Regions from separate parts of the Mus musculus genome. Here region 1 is linked to region 2. The links are chromatin contacts, called in public promoter capture Hi-C maps. All regions are on one chromosome and are shown on one strand. Each heading gives the region's core, a stretch centred on a gene start, on an enhancer-like site or on the middle of the called end of the contact. The rest is flanking DNA. Distances are from core to core; before and after follow the strand shown. Region 1 has its middle 23 kb from the start of Gm34050. Region 2 overlaps Abcd3 (ATP-binding cassette, sub-family D (ALD), member 3).

The links. Promoter capture Hi-C pulls out the DNA fragments that hold promoters and counts their contacts.
Region 1: a promoter capture Hi-C map of liver shows a contact between it and region 2. The contact joins two enhancer-like sites. A contact is called at or near these places in 2 of 39 promoter capture datasets (embryonic stem cells and liver), 2 of 15 datasets of contacts at CTCF or cohesin (both in the NIH/3T3 cell line), 28 of 484 Hi-C or Micro-C datasets (the C2C12 cell line, CD8 T cells, the CH12 cell line and 16 more) and 4 of 115 datasets of contacts at active chromatin or transcription factors (embryonic stem cells, epiblast stem cells and kidney).

What each region holds. Positions count from the first base shown.
Region 1 is chr3:121,879,162-121,882,157 of GRCm38.p6, forward strand. No RefSeq gene overlaps it. Among named protein-coding and RNA genes, the nearest start is that of Gm34050, 23 kb to the right of the region's middle. Within about 2 kb of position 1,385, at least 8 of the 459 cell types and tissues checked have an H3K27ac peak or open chromatin away from gene starts, as enhancers often do. A contact at or near this core is called in liver, where this site is marked.
Region 2 is chr3:121,796,791-121,799,757 of GRCm38.p6, forward strand. The region is part of intron 1 of Abcd3 (ATP-binding cassette, sub-family D (ALD), member 3); the gene reads right to left. Among named protein-coding and RNA genes, the nearest start is that of Abcd3, 17 kb to the right of the region's middle. Within about 2 kb of position 1,416, at least 7 of the 459 cell types and tissues checked have an H3K27ac peak or open chromatin away from gene starts, as enhancers often do. A contact at or near this core is called in liver, where this site is marked.

The DNA of each region.
Region 1 (2,996 bases), core at 135-2,634, 82 kb after region 2:
CTTTGTATAGATAAACCAGTAAATATTTTATTTTCTGTCCTTTCACCTACAATAAATTGTCCATTCCCAGTTTATGACCTATAGTTACCAGATAATGGTCTCATAGCTAACCTAGAAGGAACGTTTTTCCTGATAGTCAATTGGTTCCAAGCCTGCTTTCTTATCCTAGTGCAAGTAGCCTGGAACACATGAAGATTTACAGAGCCCAATCTGCAGCTTTTAGAGGGCTCGAAATTACTTGTATAAATTTAGGAATTTTATAAAATCATTTTTTAGGAATTATGAAATCATCAATTTGTCTACACAGCATTACTACATGAAAGTACATCTTCGTGTTAATCTGAAGAAAATTTTCCCAATAGGGTGGACTAATCCCCAGAAATCATTAGACTGTGTAATAGTGACAGGAAAAGGCATATCAGCAGCAAGAAGCAATCCTGGGATGAAGTCTCTTGGGACCTTGCCTCAGCGCTCACCCTCTGCAGGCTATGCAAAACACTGGGCCATCTCCAGAAAAGTCACTTGCATGTCTTCAACCTTTCCTTCTGACAACAGCCTTTTACAGGGCTATAGATCTACAGTTGACTAACATAGCCTTTTCAGGATAGTAGATCTACTGTTGACTAAGGCTGTAATTTCATGGGAAAAGCTGATGTGGGGTGGGGGAGCTGGAGTGGACATCCTCTCTTCCTGTTAGAATAGTAAGATCAAGCATTTAGACTTTGAATCAATAAAAATAAAAGCCATAAAAACTATGGTAAGGCTCCGCATTGACCCTAGACCTTTCAAGCCTTCCTTCTGGAAGGTTCTCGTCTCTTTTTGAGTAGAAATATGATGATTTGAGGATGAAGCCCAAGCTGACTGCAATTTTACTGCAATTTCTGACTTTGTTCTTTGTGAATGTGTTTCCGTTTTATATTTTAGGTAAAAGGGTTGGCATCTAAACCAGACAACAGACGTTTGTATTGTACCAACTCTTATTTAAATTCAAGTATCGGCCAGCCTCCTTCAAACCTACAAAACCCCATGTTTCATGAAAACATTGTTCCATGAAGGTCTAATCTCATTTTCTTCATGAGTCTAAGCCCTCTCCCTTTTCTTCATTATCCCCTCCAATAAGGCTCTCCGTCCTTCATCTCTTCACCCCTCTGTAAAGTACTCGGTGGTCCTCTATAAGTATTTGGTGAATTAATTTACTTCTTCAAGAATGAACAAATACTATAATACGTGACTGACCTTAAAACATTACCAGGACAGAGCAGCACCCTAAGGACAGATTGTCAGTGAAACCCTCTAGATTGCACAAGAGAAAATCTAGCCTTGTGCTTACCCTAAACAAGCTCACCAAAGAGTCCAAAGTTCTAATGATCCGGGAGGATCAGGAGGATGTTCGCGCTGTGATCAGGGCTGTGGTGGTATTTGAGTGTGGAGCGCTTGGCTCACCTTTGCCCTAGTCTTCAGGCAGATTTTTTTTCTATTCACATGGTACCTGCAGTCACATGCCTTCACCAGGGTCTGCTTTCTCAGCTTCCGAGCCTTATAAGTCGTATTAGGTTTCAGAGTCTTACAAGATCCCCTCCTCGGCTTAGGTAATGTTTCAATGTGGAGGAAATAGCTACAAGATTTATCCTCCATCACTCATTCAGGTGATGTTTAGTGAGCGTCAACAGTGTGCCAGGCATCTTCCAGGCCCTGGGAAAACAGCACAGAATGAAATAAGCAAAATCCTCCCACTCGTGGACCTAAAATACAGACACAGAACTGCCAAGTAGGGTCAGCCACTGGCAATGATAACAACTTCTTAGTCTCTGAAATGTTGCCGACCTCTCAGAATCAGTAATCCTGGTTCAATCTCTGGCACAGTGCATGGGCATTCACACACACACACACACACACACACACACACACACACACACACACAGATACAGACAGACACACGCATACACAACACACCTCCAGATACACATACACTCACACCGTTACACACACACACAAACACACATGAATACCTTCACACGCATACACATACCACACATTCTCACTCTCAGACACACACACACACACCACACACCACACACACCACACATCACTGCACATGCACGCACACACGCGCGCGCGCGCACCACACACATACGCACAGAATGTGGCAATGATTATGAGCAGGGAAAAAAATGGAGCCAAGAAAATGAAGCCTGCGGGATGGAAACTAAGTAAGGCCTAAGGACCTAAGAAGGAGGTACATTTCAGATCCAAGAACATGGAAGAGAGTGAGAGACCATGAGAAGTGAGAGCTGAGCCTGTGGGTCTAAGAAACGGTGGAAGAGACAGAAGCTAGAGGAGAAAACAAATGAGGTCTCCTCAGGGCAGGCCCTGATCTTTAAGCTTCAGCCACACTTCTTTCACAATGTTACTGTTGCCTCCTGTTCCACCTCTTCCTGTCACAGAGCTTATCTCATATGAGAGGCTGGAGATGGCAGAGGTTTTCCTCAGTACCTGATTCTGAAAGATGAAGTAGTGCCTTATGGGTAGACAGGATGGCTAGGAGGACTATGGACAAGAGTTGCCAAAAGGCTCTCTCTAGATTCTGGAGTGGCATAGACTGCCTGAATAGTGGTCAAGGTAATGGAGAAAGAAATGAGGGCTGGATAGGACAGAGAAGATAGAGATAGAATTGATGTTGGGCAGAGCTGCAGAGCCGAAGCATGTGAGCATGCTCAGGTGGCTGTGTGTGACAGTGCTGAGGTGGTGGCTGTGTGTGACAGTGCTGAGGTGGTGGCTGTGTGTGACAGTGCTGAGGTGGTGGCTGTGTGTGACAGTGCTGAGGTGGCTGTGTGTGATGCTGCTGAGGTGGCTGTGTGTGATGGTGCTGAGGTGGAGACTGTGTGTGACAGTGCTGAGGTGGTGGCTATGTGTGACAATGCTGAGGTGGCTGTGTGTGATGATGCTGAGGTGGCTGTGTGTGATGGTGCTGAGGTGGAGGCTGTGTGTGATGATGC
Region 2 (2,967 bases), core at 166-2,665:
AATAAAGAAATAAATCTTTAAAAGAAAAAACAAAACAAAAAAAAGAACAGTTCCTATGTCTCTTTACAGGCTGGGTGTTTGCTTATGAAACACTTGGGCCCAGAAGTGTTTCAGATTTCATAGTTCTTCAACATTGGAATATCTGCTACATACATTTTACCAGATGTAAAAACCCAGGGTGCTCAAAGGTTTCATTATGTCAGATAATTTCAGGGCAGACATGTTTCATTTGTACTAAGTATTGTTTAGAGAAATGACTCATTGAATGTTAGGTTACTAGTATTATGAACAGTTGGTGGTGTGTGTGTGCACGCATGCGCGTGTGTTAACTCCCACATATCATGCATACTTTTTTCTGTAAGTCTTCCCACAGAATGGTGAAAATCTACCTGTCCATTCTTGAATCAAAGCTTGGCCACATAACTGCTAGCCAGTGGGATTTTAACAAGGCAACACAGAGCTGCATGTTGGGAGTAGGAGGCAGGACCCAAGTGCTGAGGTTTGGTCTTTTACTGTATATTATAATCTCATCCCCAAGATGAGAGTCTGCAGTAGACCTAAGTGAGCTATGTGACCTTGCTCCCAAGTTATTTCTGATTGGTAGGTAAAGATGCTGTCAGCCAATAGCTAGGCAGAAGAGACACAGGTGTGTGTATGGGGGGGGGGGGTCATTGTTTTCAGTTTCCCAGGCTTGGGAGTCAAAAGAGAACCAAGAGGGGAAAAAGGTGGAGGAGGAAGAGAAAGTTGCCACGGGTTAGGTGAGTCATGAAAACATGGCCCTGAGGGCTGGCCAACTGGAGTTAAAAGCAGCCCAGATGAAACAGGGTTAAGTAATAACTCGAGGTTATTGATAGGAAAGTAGATTCTAATAGCACAGAGGTTAGACATCTGCCCAGCCTTTGTGCTGTTTAAGGCTTACAGTAAATATAAAAGTTGTCTGTGTCCTTTATCTGGGAATTGAATGATAGAGGTGGGGTAAAACTCTGGACTGGGACTAAAAATCTCTACTACACTCAAGAAGCAGTTTATTTTGTCTCAGTTTCAGAGGCTGCAGTCCACCCTGACAGCAGAGCAGCATGCACCATGAAGAGCATGAGAGGGTGAAGCGGCAAGCTGCCTTCTGTCCCTTTACCCCAGTGTGGCAGGTCCACCCAATTAGTGAATCTCCTCTAGAATGTCCTCACAGACAGTCCTGCATCTGGATTTGGAGTGTTTCTCGACCAGTCATGCTGACAACTCAGAGTAGCCATCACACCAGGAAAAGCTTTTACTGTGTCCTCTCACCCGCTCAGCATCTGTACCCCTCTATCACATGAGTAACCAACTCTAAGCTAAAGGAGCTGGCTGTGTCTGTCATCTGCACGTTACAGGTGAGGAAAGCGGTCTGCAAGCAGCAGCTCAGGCTGGTGATCTGATTCCTCGTCCCTGCTCCCGCTCTCCCCAGCGCCATCAGCCTGGCTGACGCCCTGTCTGTAACTCACTATCCTGTACTCCTTCAACAAAACACTAACCACATTCTAAATTCCTGTTTGTGAATTTCCTCCCAGTACAGAGGTCTGACGAGGTGAGCAGTGGGTGCAGATTGGTTTCTCTCAAGTTAAAAGTGCAGCATACTTGGAATATGGACTCTGCATCCATGAACAGAAGGGGGAAAGCAAGTTTAGGCAGCACTCAACCAGATCTAACACTCAGCTAATCAGATAGATGTCCTGTGGTGGTTTAAATGACAACCATTCCCTACAGTTTTGGACATTGGAACACTTGTTCAAAGTTGTCTTGGTTAAGATGTTTTATCACAGCAGTAGAGAAAAAGCTAAGCTAGGTTCTAAGTAAGTATTGTAAAGAATGCTGTGTGATGAACTGAAATGTCTTTATACTTCTGCATTGCTCACTTATCCAAATGTATGCTGCTCTTGTGAACTCATGACCTGGGGATTCATGTGTCTGAAGCAGACTCTAAACATAGGCTGCACGCACATTGCTCGGAGGAAGGCAGTAAGACTCTCTTAAAAGGGGCATCTTTGTTGCGCGTCTCCAAGTCATGTATACGCAGGGGCCATGTACACGCAATCCTCTTCTGTCAATGCCTCACTGGGCTCAATCAATCTGTACATTTCATTTTCAGCATAAAGACAAACAAGACCAAGCAAAGCTACAAAGACAAACCTAACTCCAAGTCAAAGAATGGTTTTTAAGGGTTTGGTTGGTTGGTTGGTTTGTTTCAAGACAAGGTTTCTTTGTGTAGCCCTAGCTGTCCTAGAATTCCCTCTTAGACCAGGTTGGCCTCAAACTCACAGAAATCTGCCTGCCTCTACCTTTTAAGTGCTGTTATTAAAGGTGTGCGCCACCACCACCCAGATGTTTCATTTTTAAAAGTGCTCATGTTGGGGCTGGAGAGGTAGATCAGAAGTTAAGAGCACTGGCTACTCTTGCAGAAAGACCCAGGTTCAGTTCCCAATACCCACATGAAGGCTCAAAACTGAAACTCCAGTTCCAGGGGATCTGGTGCCCTTCTGACCTTCATGGGGACAAGGCACACATGCAGTACACTTAGAAACATTCAGGCAAGCCAGGCGTGGTGTGGTGGCGCACGCCTTTAATCCCAGCACTCCAGAGGCAGAGGCAGGCAGATTTCTGAGTTCAAGGTCAGCCTGGTCTACAAAGTAGGTTCCAGGACAGCCAGGGCTATACAGAGAAACCCTGTCTCAAAAAACCAAAAAAAAAAAGAAAAAAAAGAAAAGAAACATTCAGGCAAAACATTTATAAAATATAAAATGTAAAAACACTTCTAAAATAAAAATACATAAATCTTTTAAAAACAGTACTTAGTGTTATTGTTCATAATTTAAGTGTGTATATTATAGGATTGTTTAAAACACATTACAAACTATAGGACTGTTACAAAGCAGAAGTGATATCAGAATGAGAGAAAATATTTGCAACCATTCATTTAGCAATAAGTTGGCA